Regions from separate parts of the Athene noctua genome. Here region 2 is linked to region 1. Evidence: chromatin contacts called from public Hi-C data. All regions are on one chromosome and are shown on one strand. The core of a region is the stretch at or near the end of the contact, and the rest is flanking DNA. Distances in the headings are between cores, read along the strand shown.

Region 1 (6,939 bases), core at 1,664-4,163:
GCACATAAACTGCTTCTGTGCTGAAAAAATGATACCAGCCTCAGACATTTTGGGTTTTCACAGGGTCGTTATAGCAATATCTTCAAAGGATCCCCAAAACCTGTTCTAGCTTCTGCAGAGCTGCGAGGAAGGGACCTGGGAAGCTAACACTTTCCTTGCCTTTGGCAAAAAAGCTGCAGGGTAAGATCTGCTCTCAGGCTGGAGGCATACATGGGTATAGTCAAGACAGTTTTGCTATGACGGTGCAAATCTGTACATGGACACATTCCCAAACAAAGAGAAATGTTCTCATTTGGCTGGCAGACCAAAACCTCACATGGTGATTCAACTTGGTGGGGGCACTGCTCCCATATGACATATGTGCAACTCTCGGGTGTCCGTACATGGCATTTCATCATAGACACGGGAAGTAACCGAGCCACAGCAGTCAGGCCTTGGAAGTCACAAGACATGCTCTTCATTTCAAAACTAGGATGACATTTATTTAAGCTTGATTGTAGGGCTCATGCTTTTCACCCTGCTCCCTATAACTACTAGGGCTAGATTGTGTAAAGTCTGTTTCACTTCTGGAAAAATATAGGAGCTGTTAGTTGAAGAAAAGACACTGATTATGACAAGATGAGCCACATAAATACAAAAACTATCTTCATTTATATTTTTAATTATCAAATCTTGCTGTTCTTACTCCAGACCTGTTATCCCAATGTATTATCGTGCTGCGGTCTCTAAAGATGTTAGAGCTTTAACAAGAGCAGCCTTCTCCAAAGCACCAAGCCCCAACTGCCTGTAGTAACTAGCTATTACCTTGATTAAAAGGCAGTAAAAGCCTTTTAGCAAGTAAAATAGAAGGGGGAGTGTCATCTCCCACCAGCTAGTCAACAAGCCATACTCCTGAAAACAAATTGCTTTGGCAGTCCCCGGCCTAAGTTATCTGAGTCCTTACTTTGGCACTTGACCAAAGCTAGGTCTGATGTGCGTCAGCAGAAATTGCCGTATTATAAAAGGTGGAGAAGGCCAGATCCCTGGCACAACATGGCTCTGGCCAGCCCCACACTCAGACTTCCCTGGTCCTCAAACCACTATGGTGGGGTGTGGGCTGCTTTTACTCCCCATGCCCTTGGTAGCTGGGCTGGCCTTGGACCCTGAAGCGTGGGGAAAAAGCCACCAACCCGTTCATCTATCTGTCCATCCACCCACCACCAAGCCCCAGCATGGGAAGCGGGGAAGGAGAGAGGGATTGCTGAAGGGGGACATGGTCACTAGCCCCACTAACAGTGACGACAGCCGTGGTCCCGCCTTGCCCGGCTTGTCAGTAGGTCTAAGGTTCACTGATCTCTGGTTGCCTCTCACCTTTGACACTGCTCCCCAGGAACCACCAGCTGGTTTCACTTTTATCTGTCTCCAGCATGGAGAGGCTCAGGCAACTGGACGGGGCCCTCACCCCTGACGCCACGGACTGGAGCACTGGGAGGAGAGCAAGGCTTCAGGAAGGTAAAGGCATCCTCTGCCAGGGGATTCCCTGCAGGGCAATCCCCAGCCATGAGCCACTATCCTTTCCCAGGTGTCTTTCCCAGATAAGTTCCCGGGACTCTTATCTCCCACTGGGAAGCAGCCCCGCATGCCAGCCACAAAGGGGCATCCACCGGGAAGGGTGGCACCATTTTCAGTGGCTCCCTGCCCAAGAGAAGGGATTTTAGAAGACCTAGGAAGCCTTCTGCCCTACCTCTATCCTCTCGGGAAGCCAAAGAGCTGCTGCGAAGGTCTTAGCATAACGCTTGATCTTACCCAGAGCCCAGGGCGGTCTCTGTTTATTGCTGTCTTATTTCCCCAAACCACTCTGGCTGCACAGTTAATGACCCTTATTTTGTTCCCCTTAGCTTTGAGAAAGGCTGATTACATTGAGAAATCAGCACTATGTAAATCTAACATTGTTTACTCATTAAGTCTTTACAGTTGGGATTTTTGTATCACCTGGTATCCTTGGCTTAAGTGAACTTTCCAAGCAGCCACACTCCTACCCCAGCACTGTGAGAGCTTTAGCACGTAGAAAGAGGCACCCAAAAGCAAAGGAGTGCTTTGAGATGAATACTAGAAGGTAACTGAGGAGGTAGGTGCACAACCACTATCCAGGGAAAAAAAAAAAATCTACACTTTTCAGAACCAAAAAGCATTGTGTCCCAAAATTTTAGGGCTAGATACTGCAGACTTATATGGATAGCACTGGGGTCCAGGTTTTTTTCAAGGAGCTCATTAATTGGTTCTTGTTCACTGCTGCACTCCTGCAGAAACCCCTCAAATGTCTTTAATGTTTTAGGATCATCTGAGAGCTTGTGGTTTAGAAAAGTTTAGACATCAGTTAGACATCATTAGACTTAAACGTCATTAATTCCCCAGGAAGTTCAGAGAGTCTTATAATACGTCTCAGTAGCTCCATCCTCAAAAGAATGCACGCCTTTTCTTTTTTTACTGTTTTCCTGTGGAAATAGAAGGCCTGACAATAATATACCAGGATCCCCCCTCCCCAGGTGACAAACACTACAGAGATACTAATTTATTGAGTGGCAAAAGCCAAGCCCTTGCTGTTGCATTCCTGTACAAATATCTTCTCATGTTTCTGTTTTTTATTACTAGCATTTATGTAAAATATGAGTTTGAGAGGATGCTCCTTAGATAAAGTCTACTTTCCTGCTAATTATAAACAACTGAGTCACCCTCATAAACAGATTTGTCAAGTTCCTTCTTGGAAACAGTGAGGGCAGGCAGTTCAAGTGCAGTATCACTGATCTGGCACTGCTGCAGTACCCGGCAAACAGATTACCTTTAAGTTGATTTACATTAAACCAGTGGGCTCCACAGGGGAAGCTGGTTAAGGCTGGACGGAGCTGCCTCCACATAATTACCCATTGCCCATGGGAAGGAGAGAGGAGACATCGAGACGAAGGAACGGGGGTGTCTGGCTGAGAACACAATTTCCTGGGTGCAGCGATGCTTTATTCCTTCATTAGGAAGTGAGAAATGGTTCTGCGTCACGGCCATTTTGGTACTCATCTTCTAGGTAAGTGTAAGATCAGGAAAGCCTGCCCTGAGTATCTGCTGCTAGACACAGCTGGCACAAAATATTAAGTTGTATCTGGAGACTAAATCCACCAACAGGATTTTTACAGATGATTGAAGAGAAATGCTTGTCTAGACTTATCTCCAGCTCTTTATATTGAAGGTTCAACTTTCCCTGCCCCTCAGCAGGGGCGTGCCCTCTAGGCATGAGGACAGGACTTGTAACGCCTCAGCTGTTCCCCAGGCTGCTCTCTAAGTTGCTGAGTTATTCTTTACCAGGATCAAACTAAAAAGACCTGAAATCCATCCGGCATCTAAGCAGTCCAAGTTCAGGTTACACTTCAGCCTTTCAAAGCCTGCATGGGAAAATTTGCTAAAGCCATTTTGCATGGAAGCATTGCTGACTTCTTCAGAGTTTTGAGTTTGCAGTGAGTTAACGCAAACTTATTCATGTTATGCCAACAGAAGCTTTCTGGTATGCTGATGCACTCTGCTGTGGCTTAACTCACAGGAATCAGTGGGAAAGTTGCTCTAACTGTTTCTCCTGGATATGGTCAGTCAGGCAGTCTCAGTCTGGGGAAGTCAGGGAGGTTTTCAGATGAAGAACGAGCTTCCTCTGCTTCATCAGCAGAACAGGGTGAAAGAGCAAGGATGCTCTTTGTTGTGAGGCAGCAGCACCGTTATCGCCATCTGGAGCAGGGATTGGTGACCCTGCCAGAGCAGCATCCTGGGTCTGTGGAGCTGACTCTAACCCTAACAGGGTCTTGCCTAGAGGCTCTTCTCCAGGGCGGGGAGCAGCTATAGAAGGGTGACTACCAGTCACATGAGATGTCTGGAGGGGTTTTCCTATAGTCCCTTAGCCAGCAAGCACAGAGTTTTACTCTGTAAGCTCCTTTCTTCCAACAAAACCAAAAAAGAACAGAATTTCCCCTGAATCCTATTTTCCATTGAATCAGAATAAAGTGACTTGTTTTGCTTACTTGCCATTCTCCTCAGGTTGAAAGGGAGACTCACATTCTGCCTCTTAATGTGGAAAAGCAATTTTTTCAGATGAGCTTTGGCACAACTCCCCATCTCTAATAGGTGTTTGTTAGTATGAAAAGTCTGCAAGGAAATTTCTGCCATTGCAGTAATTCTCAGGTGAGCTTTGTTTCAGCATCAATATAGCCTTCTAGGGTTAAATAGAGAGCAGCAGAGTGAAATAATGTGAAATTGAGTCTAATGCAGACAATCTTGGATGCTTTTCATGCAGGTTCTTGCTTCCCTGTGGAGTTCTATGGCATATCACCTATGGTAGCTAACGTAACTGCTCAGAAAGGATAGCAGTCTTATTTCCAGGCCTACAAAGAGGCATGTGATTAATACCAGAAGGAACACAGCCTTATGCTGTGCTGCAGGGTTTACTTTTTTCCTGCTTAAAAAACAAAACAAAACCCATCAGTAACTAGCCGTTCTGCACAAATCGCAATCCTGCTCTTCATCACCGGGCTGTATGAGCTGGTAGAGAAGATTTTACCCCTGTTTTTCAAGGGGACAAAAGCCATCTTAGGGAACAGAAGAACCACAGATACAGGCTTGGGTTCAACCAGCACTGTGGAATGCTTTTAATGACAGCCTGCTTTGATAACAGGCTCAGGGAAGGGAGAAGAATTAAAGGTCTGGAGCCTGACAGATTGCAGGGGGAAGGCAGGCAAAATAAAAGAGATGTGGGATGAGCAGCATGTGGGAACAAGAGGCTTTTGTCAGACGAGGGAGCCACAGAGACTTTCCCAGGCCAGGAGCTGCATTGCTAGTGTTGCTGTTAGATGTAGTACCTTTATAAAGGTACTACTTCTTGCTCACCTGCAAATTCTGCACGCCAGACTCCTGTGAGCCCCGGGTAGAAGTTGCAGTAATGGCACCAAATCTTCATTATAAGTCTTGCAGGTCCCTGCTCTCTGGATGACCAGGGCTTTCTTTGAAAGCACGCAGAGGAAAGCACCCCACGCCAGCAGCGTTTAATCTGGCATGGGAGGCTCTTCATCTGTCATGTAATATGACAAGAGGGTCAGGACATACAGGCAGGGACCAGCACCAGTACACTAACATTTCAGTGTCCTTCACAAGGCTCCTTTGCAGTCTTTGGGCATTGGAAGATTAGATCTATATAAGGAGGCACAACCTATCTCTGCACAAAGCAGTTACAGGCTTGCTGGTGGCATATTTCCCCTTTGCTGCTGCATGTGATGTGGGATTAGTGCATGTGAGGTCATCTCATGCCCTCTTCTGCTCAGTTCAACACCCCATGACCCTTCATCTTCAAGCTCTGCTTGAACCTCCCGCTCTTCTGCAGAGCTCTCCACTTGAGTTTAGTGTTTTTAGGGGAGGAGCTCTGCAAGGAGGAGCCAAGGCAAAGCTTTGACTAGCTGCAAGACAGTGTTATTCGCCACCCAGCACTGACAGCTCCCTCCGACAGTGAGGCAGTATCACTTCCTTGAACTCAAGGCTGGGAGAAAGGGAAACGTGCCACCCAGGAGTGTTCACACCGCCTGCCATCTTCCAGGCATATGGCCAACGCTCTGCAGCGACTCTCTTCAAGTCAGGTTTGAGGCCACTGCCATTACTTTGGGACATGCTACCACACTGTCCTGGGTCACCGTGCAGTGTAGCTCCACCCCAAGTAATGTGAAGTCACACTCCATGGTGCAATGGTCATGAGGGCATGAGATTTCATGGGCTTGATCTGCCCAGGGTTTCTTAATCCATGGTGGAGGAGCATGTGCTGTCTGCTTTCTGTGCTGCTGTCCCCAAGGGTGCTTGAGTCAGGTCCTCTCACTCCTGCTTCTTCACCCTGGTGAGCAACAGGCTGACTTGAAGTGTTGCCCATCAGCTCTTGGAATGCCCAGCCATCCCCCTGTCAGTGTCCTTAGCAAGCTGGTAGCAGCATCACCTCCATGCCTGAGTTCACCTCTCCTGGTATAACTTCTAGCAAGACCCTCATTAAGCATGGAACATCAGCCTAAGCTCTTCACCAGGACTTTGGGGAAGGAGGTGTGCTCAAGAGCAAGGCACTCCCATTGCCATTAACTTTCTCTAACGTGGCCTCTCTTTAAAAGGTATGTGCCCAATCCAATCTCCTTGTCTACATCCAAGAAGGCCTCTTTCATCAAATTTCTACCTAAAGATCTCCACCCTCTGGTCATAACTGACAGCAGCAGATGGTTTGATGTATTAAATTTGATTCAGGATATTAATGGTTTTGTTCTAGCCTGTTTTGAAGTTAAACCCCACCTGCCTCACTGGCACCAGTCGGGAGTTGATTCAGGAGGCTCAGCTGATGGAACTGGGATCACTGCAGATGTGTTTTGAACGGAGTTGGTTTCCTTGCAGGGCATGGCACAGAAAGCAATGCCGGGCACCTCCCTGGAGGGGATTCGTCCCACCTGCATCTACAAGATGGTTCTGTTGGGGAGCACATCAGTGGGAAAGTCAAGCCTAGCCTACCGATATGTGAAAAATGACTTCAGGGAGTCACTGCCGACTGTGGGATGTGAGTGAGTAGCTTCAATAGCTTGATGGCTCTGGACAAGACACCAGGCCTGATGCCTTTCCGTGCAGTAGGGTGGGATGCAGGAGAACAAGTTGGTATATTCTGCAGTAGCACAGACCCACTTTTGAACACAATACAGACTTGACCCAGAGCCAGACGTCCTCCATTGCTGTCACTTTCAGATCTCTGCAGCCCATTTTCCTCAGCACCAGGCTGTAAGCAAAGCCACATCCAAATTTCACAGGTTTGGTCTAGCGCTGGTTTTTAGAGTCAGATGAGCAGTGAAATGAGTGAAACCTGGGGTCCGAACTGCATGGCCTCATCTGCCCTATGCATGCCTGGTCCTGTGCTGCTCT
Region 2 (6,939 bases), core at 2,499-4,998, 140 kb before region 1:
ATTTTTGAAGAAGTTATGGGAAGGCGGTGCATTTGCTCAGAAGCAGAGGTGGCATCAGGTGCTTTCACAGAATTGGAGGCTGAAGAGAGTGTTTTATCTTGATCATTTCTCTGACTGTTATCAACAGGTTGGATTTCATGCCAAAGCTTATTTGTAAGTATTTGGGAAACCAAAGATTTGTTGTCTGATGAATGATTTACAAGTTCAACACTTACTGGTTTTCCTTTTATTTTTTTCTGGTTCATTTCCTCTACAGCTAACTTTGCTTTATTAGTGTCTTTAAAGCAAAGAAATGCATATCTAGGACATAAAATTTAAAAAAGAAAAAAAACAGAAACTAAATAAAACACATATTAAATTACTATCACTAAGAACATATGATGATTATCTCTTGAATATTAACTGTATCTCATTTAAACTCAACAGAAACTTTCAAACTCCTTAACTTCTCTTAAGACTAGAAGCTGTCTAGAATGACAGATTTTTGTCAAGCTATTACTGTATCTATAGTAATCACTGAAATGAAATTAAAACAATTTAATGAACAACTCCCTCCTCTCTCCCATGATTTGCTTACTTTGACAGCAAAAAAATCTGAAACGAGTAAAACTTATATTAATATACCTGTAATTACCAGAATCCACACAGGTAACAATGTCAGAAATCTGATACTTCTGGAAATGTGATCTTAAATTATCCTACAAAATAGAAGCATATTTGGGTTGTAAATGTATAGTGGGAAAGAATTCTGAGAGGCAAGACGGTACTACTGTAAATAAGAACATGCATACCTCTGACACTGAGGAACGTAGGCCGCCAACACGGATAAAAGAACACTCATTTCCACTCTCCATTTTCTTCACTTCTGATAATAAATGTAAGAAAACAAGGTGTTACTAACTGTTCTTGCTTCAGTTCAAGCTAACATCTTCTCTGTAGATTTTGGAAAACGTAGATAGAAAAACCTTTCAAAACCATAAAAGAATGAAAAGTATCTTCAAATAGAAAATGAGCATCCTGAGAAGTAGAACAGTTCAATTTGTGAAATCTCTTTTCCCTGTGTATTTCCTGAGGTTTGAAGAGGCAGAAGAGGTACAACCAGAGAGAACACAGGTCTGAACCAACAGGTAACAGTGCTAAAACAGGAGTATGTACTATGAGGCCCAACCACAGAGCACACAAGCTCTCTGCTTTCAATGTACTGGGACTTCTAACTGTGCCCGTCACTGTGGCCCAAGCCTCCAAACACAGACCATTCCCAGCTAACTCATAAGAAGCCAGTATGGGGATGGAAGCAGAAAGAGGAAGAGAAAAAAAAGGGAAGATTTCCAGCTACATGATTGGCTGGACATTTACTAAATCGCGTTTAACCACTGTAGGTAAAGTTTTCAAGGAAAAACATGGATGAAGAGACCTGAGTATCTGTAAAAGGATTCACTGCAAGTCAATGAAAAAAAAAAAATTCTGAAAACCAAAATAACATTTTTCCAAGTTTACTTGTGCTTGTAGAAGGAACAGAATACTCAAATAATAAACAAACACCATTATTAGGTATGGTAGCTTAAAGCACACAACCTCACCTCTTAAATCAACCATGTCCTGTTTTTCTTGTTGCTTTTTCATTTCTTCAGCTGTTACTGAAAAATCTGTTACTGTCAAGTCCTCTTTAGCATCAAACCAATACTCATTCCATTCTTCATTTTTCACACAGCCTTGACAGTTGAAATAAATTTCAGTGTGTTAAAATGCAGACCGTGGTATGTCATATGAATGAATACCAAATTTTTGTGCTTAAGAGGATTCCAGCTGCCTACATGACTTGGTATTACATTACAAAGAGGTGACACATACTAGTTGTCACATCTCGTTCAAGCAGCAAAATTTTTCTTCAAGATGAAAAATGTAATATAGAGCTGAAATCATGCTAATCATTCCAACACAGAAAGGACAGTTGAGTATGCATATGTATGTTTTACACAGAGTTTGTTTTTTTCCCAACACCTTAACTAACAAATAATGCAGAATTTGTACTAGAAGCAGATCGCTTACCACTTTCCACGTGCTGATCTTTATGCTGTACTTCAAGTGCCTTGAAGGAAGTAGAGTCACTTGGCTGACCTCCATCAGATAAACATACAGTCTGTGGCTTGTCCTACAAACATGCTTCAGTTATGTCATAGCACTGGCACCCGATTACACGTTATTTGTCTGAGCTTCAGAATATTAAATGATTAAACGGGTAAATTTTAAAAAGTTAACCTACTGATTGTTTTCAAGAACCTCCAAGTTATTTTATTTTGAAAGGACAATCAAAATTTTGGTCACATCAGCTGCATTTGAAATTACTGGCAGAGAATCCCAGTTTGAGTTCAAGACTGTGATTGTATTTGCATATACCTAAGAGAAGACTATGCTTCACAACATAATGTCTAGGAAACTCAGTAATGAAGAAGTTCCTACCGTGTTGACAGAAATTTTCCTTTCTTGCAGTTTTGGTGCTTCAAAGTCAGCTTTTCTTGTGCCTGAAACAGAACTAAAAACAGACCCAAGAATTTAATACAAAATATAGCATTGTAGAATTTTAAATTCTACGATGATACCAAGTACTCTGAAATGTTAATTTAAATATTTCCAAAAGCTCACAGTAAAATAAGGAAGATGTGCTTAAGAAATCTTAGCTTAAAATGAGAACCAAAGTTTTTTGATACTTTTATTTTGCACTGGTTTTGATACTTTCATTTTGCACTGGTTTTGATACTTTTATTTTGCACTGGTTGCAACCTGATACATAAAGCTATGTTCTAGGTTTATGTTAGGCTGCTTTTTCTTTCATAGGAAAAACCTAGATGGCTTTCTGTGTGATGTTTCAATATACGTCTTTAAGATTTGAAATCTCTGTGTAATTTTTGATCTGTTTTACTAATATGTAAGAAGAAATTTGAAAAAGATCTCTAGTTTACCTGATGCAGTAAAAACTTATTGCCAAATTTGGTTTTATCTCCACTTACATAACGTAACTGCACATGGTTCTTGAACATGCAGTACCATATGTCTGCCTGAAATAGGAAGTTATTTTTCTATCATTCTTCATAACTGAAAGATAATTTTAGCAGAACAGCTACTTATATGCCCAATGTTGTCTTTGTTGGCCACAAAATCTTTTTGTTTTGGTGGGTTTTTGTTTTTCTAAGAGAGATAACATTAAGATTAGGAGACAACAATTTTAGTAGTGAAAGTGGGGAACCAAGAAAACTACTTGTAAATTGAAAACTTTTGCTATAAAGATAGTAAAAATACAACTCATCTATTAGAACGCTACAAAGTAAAAAATTCCCTTAAAATAAAACCACTGTACCCAAAGTTCTATGCTAGTCTTTCAGCTGAACAGTTTCAGCAGCAAGATACATCCTGAAATAAATTCTAAGTTTAACAGCTTTTAAACTTACTTCTCAGTTATTTTGAACTTTTAATAAATACCACAAATAAGGACTACTTACTTATAGCAAAGATCCTCTCTGAACAACTGTCAAGAAAGAAAAGAGTTGTCTTAATTTTCTGAAGAAAACAATTTGTATTAGAAACAAAAAGCAATTAAGAAATTACCTTGCAGGGAACATAAGAAGACGAGACTTGGAACACCTTCATCTCAACTGATAGCGGTGGAAGTGCATTTAAAGGTACACCCATTTTTATTTTCATTCTCATACTGTTGTAACTCTTTTTTAGCTCTTCCAAAACCAACATGAGAGATGAGCCTAATTCATTATTTCCATTACTTCTGTTAAAATATGTATAAGACAATAAGATCAACTTCGACAGACATTTGATTTACTTTACTGCTTTCAGAACTGCCCAAACATTTTACAGTGTTTAGATCCATCCACATCATGCAAGAACCGGAGCTCACTCCTTAACACACACAGTGTACTGCTCTGGAGCGATACTCTCTTTCAGAGCATTACAACCTCCTCTCTTGAACCCTCTCCTGTGTGGAAGCCAGCCAAGAAGTCCTGCCTCTGAACCCTTTCCAGTGCCCGGGATAGCTCAGAGGATGCTCTTACCTACACTATTCTACTGCTTAGGAGTTTGTTATAGGGCATATGCTTTAACAGCTAGAGACTCTTTAATCACTACCCCTTCCCCTCCCCCCCTTCCTGCCTCACCTCTTGACAATACTGCACCTCCTCTCTTCTTTACCACCTCCTCCCCAGCTCCCCCTCTACACGACTCATCCACTCCTAAAGGGATTCTCTGTACTATTCCTCCTGTACAGAAAGACATTCCTAGAAACAAACTATATTTTGCTGGGTCTGTGAATGCTACTGAAAACTTTAGGCTGAAAATAAAGACTTAGAAGAATGTAAACTCTTTCGGACAACAACTGTTAACTATAAACACTATTACAAGCTATGGATAGAATACACCAGTAACATTTAGCAATTAATGCCTTTAACCAAGTTATCCATCTAATTTAAAAGGATATTACAGTACATGCCTGCTGAAACACATGGTCTCCTCCAAAGCCAGTTTGTAAATCTTCAAACAGTGCTGATAGCACATCTGATAATGAGTGTTTAGAATCTGCAATTCTGCTTCAATTGCTCTCTGCAGTATTTTTTGACAGTAGCTTGATGCACAATTCTTCACAGCTTGTTTGTCAAGGTGTACCAGCCTTTAAAATAGTAATAATAAACAAAACCTTGAAGCCCTTGAATCAGTATTCTAAGTTCATTATGTTTTATTTTGAAACAAGTAATTTTCCAGAAGCTATTTCTGATATGGTTCAAGGAAAAAAAAAAGAAAAATTAAAGCAGTTCTTATTTACTACACAGAAAAAATACTGTCCTATAGTAGCTTTCACATTATAATCAGCCTTCACCGAGAGGTGGGAACTGCACAACCACCATAATCATTTCTATTCAAAAAGTGCAGTCCTAAGAAGAAAAAGAAACTTAGCAACTCTGTTGATCCACAGATGCAATTATTTTTTTTCCACAGTCACAGAATAATTTAGGTTGGAAAGGATCTCTGGAAGTCTGCAGTACAAACCTCTCTTCAAAGCAGGGCTAACTCCAAGCTTAGCTCGGAGCCTTAGGCAGTCTGGCTTTGTTGTTGGGTTTGGGTTTTTCTGTTCATTTTAAATCTCCAAGAAAGGAGACAGTACCAATACTACTCTCACTGTAGGAAACTTTTTCTTACACCCACTTAGAATTCCTCCCACTCTAACTGCTGGCTCCTGCCCTTTCAGAACACACCTCCCCAAAGAATTTGGCTCAGTCTTCTCTGCAACTCCTCACCAGATTGCCAAGAACAGCGGGAGGCTTCCCACCTCCCCAGCCTTCCCTTCTCCTGGCTGACCAAACCCAGTTCCCTCAGCTTCCCCACAAGTGCTCCACCAGCTCCCCTCACCATCTCTGTGGCCCTCCAGTGGGTGTTCCCCAGTCTGCCAATCTCTTCTTTCACTGCAAGGCCCACGGCTGGAGACAACCTTTCCAGATGCAACCTCATGAGCACCAAACTGAGAAGAATAAACACTTCTCCCCATCCACTGGCTGCACTCTAGCTAACGCAGCCCCAGGATGCGGTTTCCCTTCTTTGCCATGTGGGAGCACTGCTGACTTACACTCGGCTTGTTCTTGGCCAGTCTGCAACCAGCCAACTATCAGTCAACACCCCCAGATCCTTCAGGTATTCAGTTCATTTTTCTCACTGGTCCAGGTCCCTTCTGACCTTCTGGTGTAGGAACTGCTGCGCAGCGGTCTTTGAACACTATCAGTTTTGTCAAGTCACAGACCACCTTTCAATCATGAAGAAAATCTTATCCAACATCTAGAATCCCAAACAACAACAATTCTCCACCCACCTGTCAATGCTTGTCTTTAAACTGCTACTGCACAGCTCATTTTTCGATTCCTGCTGTTCCTAAACAAAAAACATTTTTAAAAATTACAGATTAACATTTGTATAGACAAGATCTGAGCAAGTTTTAAAAAGTTCCACCTATCAAAATAATTTGGTTGTGGTTTTTTTTAAATTACCTGAATTGGTGAACTTCTTCCAGCACTTGCAGTATTGCCACTTGAGTGGTCTTTCAGAGTGTCAGTAAGCTGTGACCAAATTTCCTCTGCACTACCAGCCCCACATGACCAGTCTGTATTGCAAGCAACATCTGCACAGGTTTCACGGTGCCATTCCGCGGGTCGAGATTTGTTCATCATTGTTATCTCTGTATTAATAGCTCTGGATGACAGACAAACCTGAGCACTGGTACTTCTACTTGTTGTAAAGCAAGCTCTAAAATCAGCACTCGCATCAACAGCCTGGTTAATTGTAGAGTCACCGGTAACTTTTTTCAGGTTTTCACAGTGTTCCAACGCCGAGTTCTGACAGCTGATATTTCCACAGGAGGATTTATCTGCAACTTCTACCTCAGAAAAGAGATTCTTGCTAGTGAGAATTTCAGAGACTAGAAATTGGGTTTCAGCATCCTTTGCAGTGCGGTCAGTGAGGGCAGCACTACCCGCACACACACCGGATTCTTCACAACTGTAGAAATCAGGGTCCCCTGCATGTTCACAAAATTGCATGGCTACTGCAGAGGCCCTTTCCTGTAGCAACAGGAAAGGATTATCTTGCTTCACTGAGACACTGTGAATGTGTCTGTCATTCTTTTCAGACACTTCTTCAGTTGTAGTGGTCTGGAGTGGCAGTGTGCTGTCAATCAGTGATATGTCTTTCACCTCTCCATTTTTTAAACTGTCACATACAAGCAGATTTGGACAGACCTTTCCTTTAATCCCACAAGAATGACTTTCAAGTATACTTCCACAAACACTATGATACTCTGTTTGCTCATCCTGATGATCACAAGCCATGTCACTGCAATCTAGCAGAGAGTCCTGAGGCAGGTGGGGAAGCTCTGGTGTAGGTGCTTCTGAG

Evidence for each region. A called contact is a pair of places that touch in the nucleus more often than the background predicts.
Region 2: a contact with region 1 is called in a Hi-C map of heart, with 6 times the contacts expected there. The contact joins the promoter of RBM44 here to the promoter of RAB17 in region 1. A contact is called at or near these places in 2 of 2 Hi-C or Micro-C datasets (heart and liver).

What each region holds. Positions count from the first base shown.
Region 1 is chr7:29,710,910-29,717,848 of bAthNoc1.hap1.1, reverse strand. RAB17 (RAB17, member RAS oncogene family) reads left to right here and starts at 2,913. Exons shown (of 6, transcript XM_074910693.1): 1 at 2,913-3,055; 2 at 6,424-6,583. The coding sequence starts at 6,427.
Region 2 is chr7:29,850,054-29,856,992 of bAthNoc1.hap1.1, reverse strand. It overlaps RBM44 (RNA binding motif protein 44), which reads right to left and starts at 3,748. Exons shown (of 8, transcript XM_074910990.1): 1 at 3,604-3,748; 2 at 3,498-3,523; 3 at 2,461-2,533; 4 at 2,050-2,152; 5 at 792-865; 6 at 625-698; 7 at 216-300. The coding sequence starts at 3,744.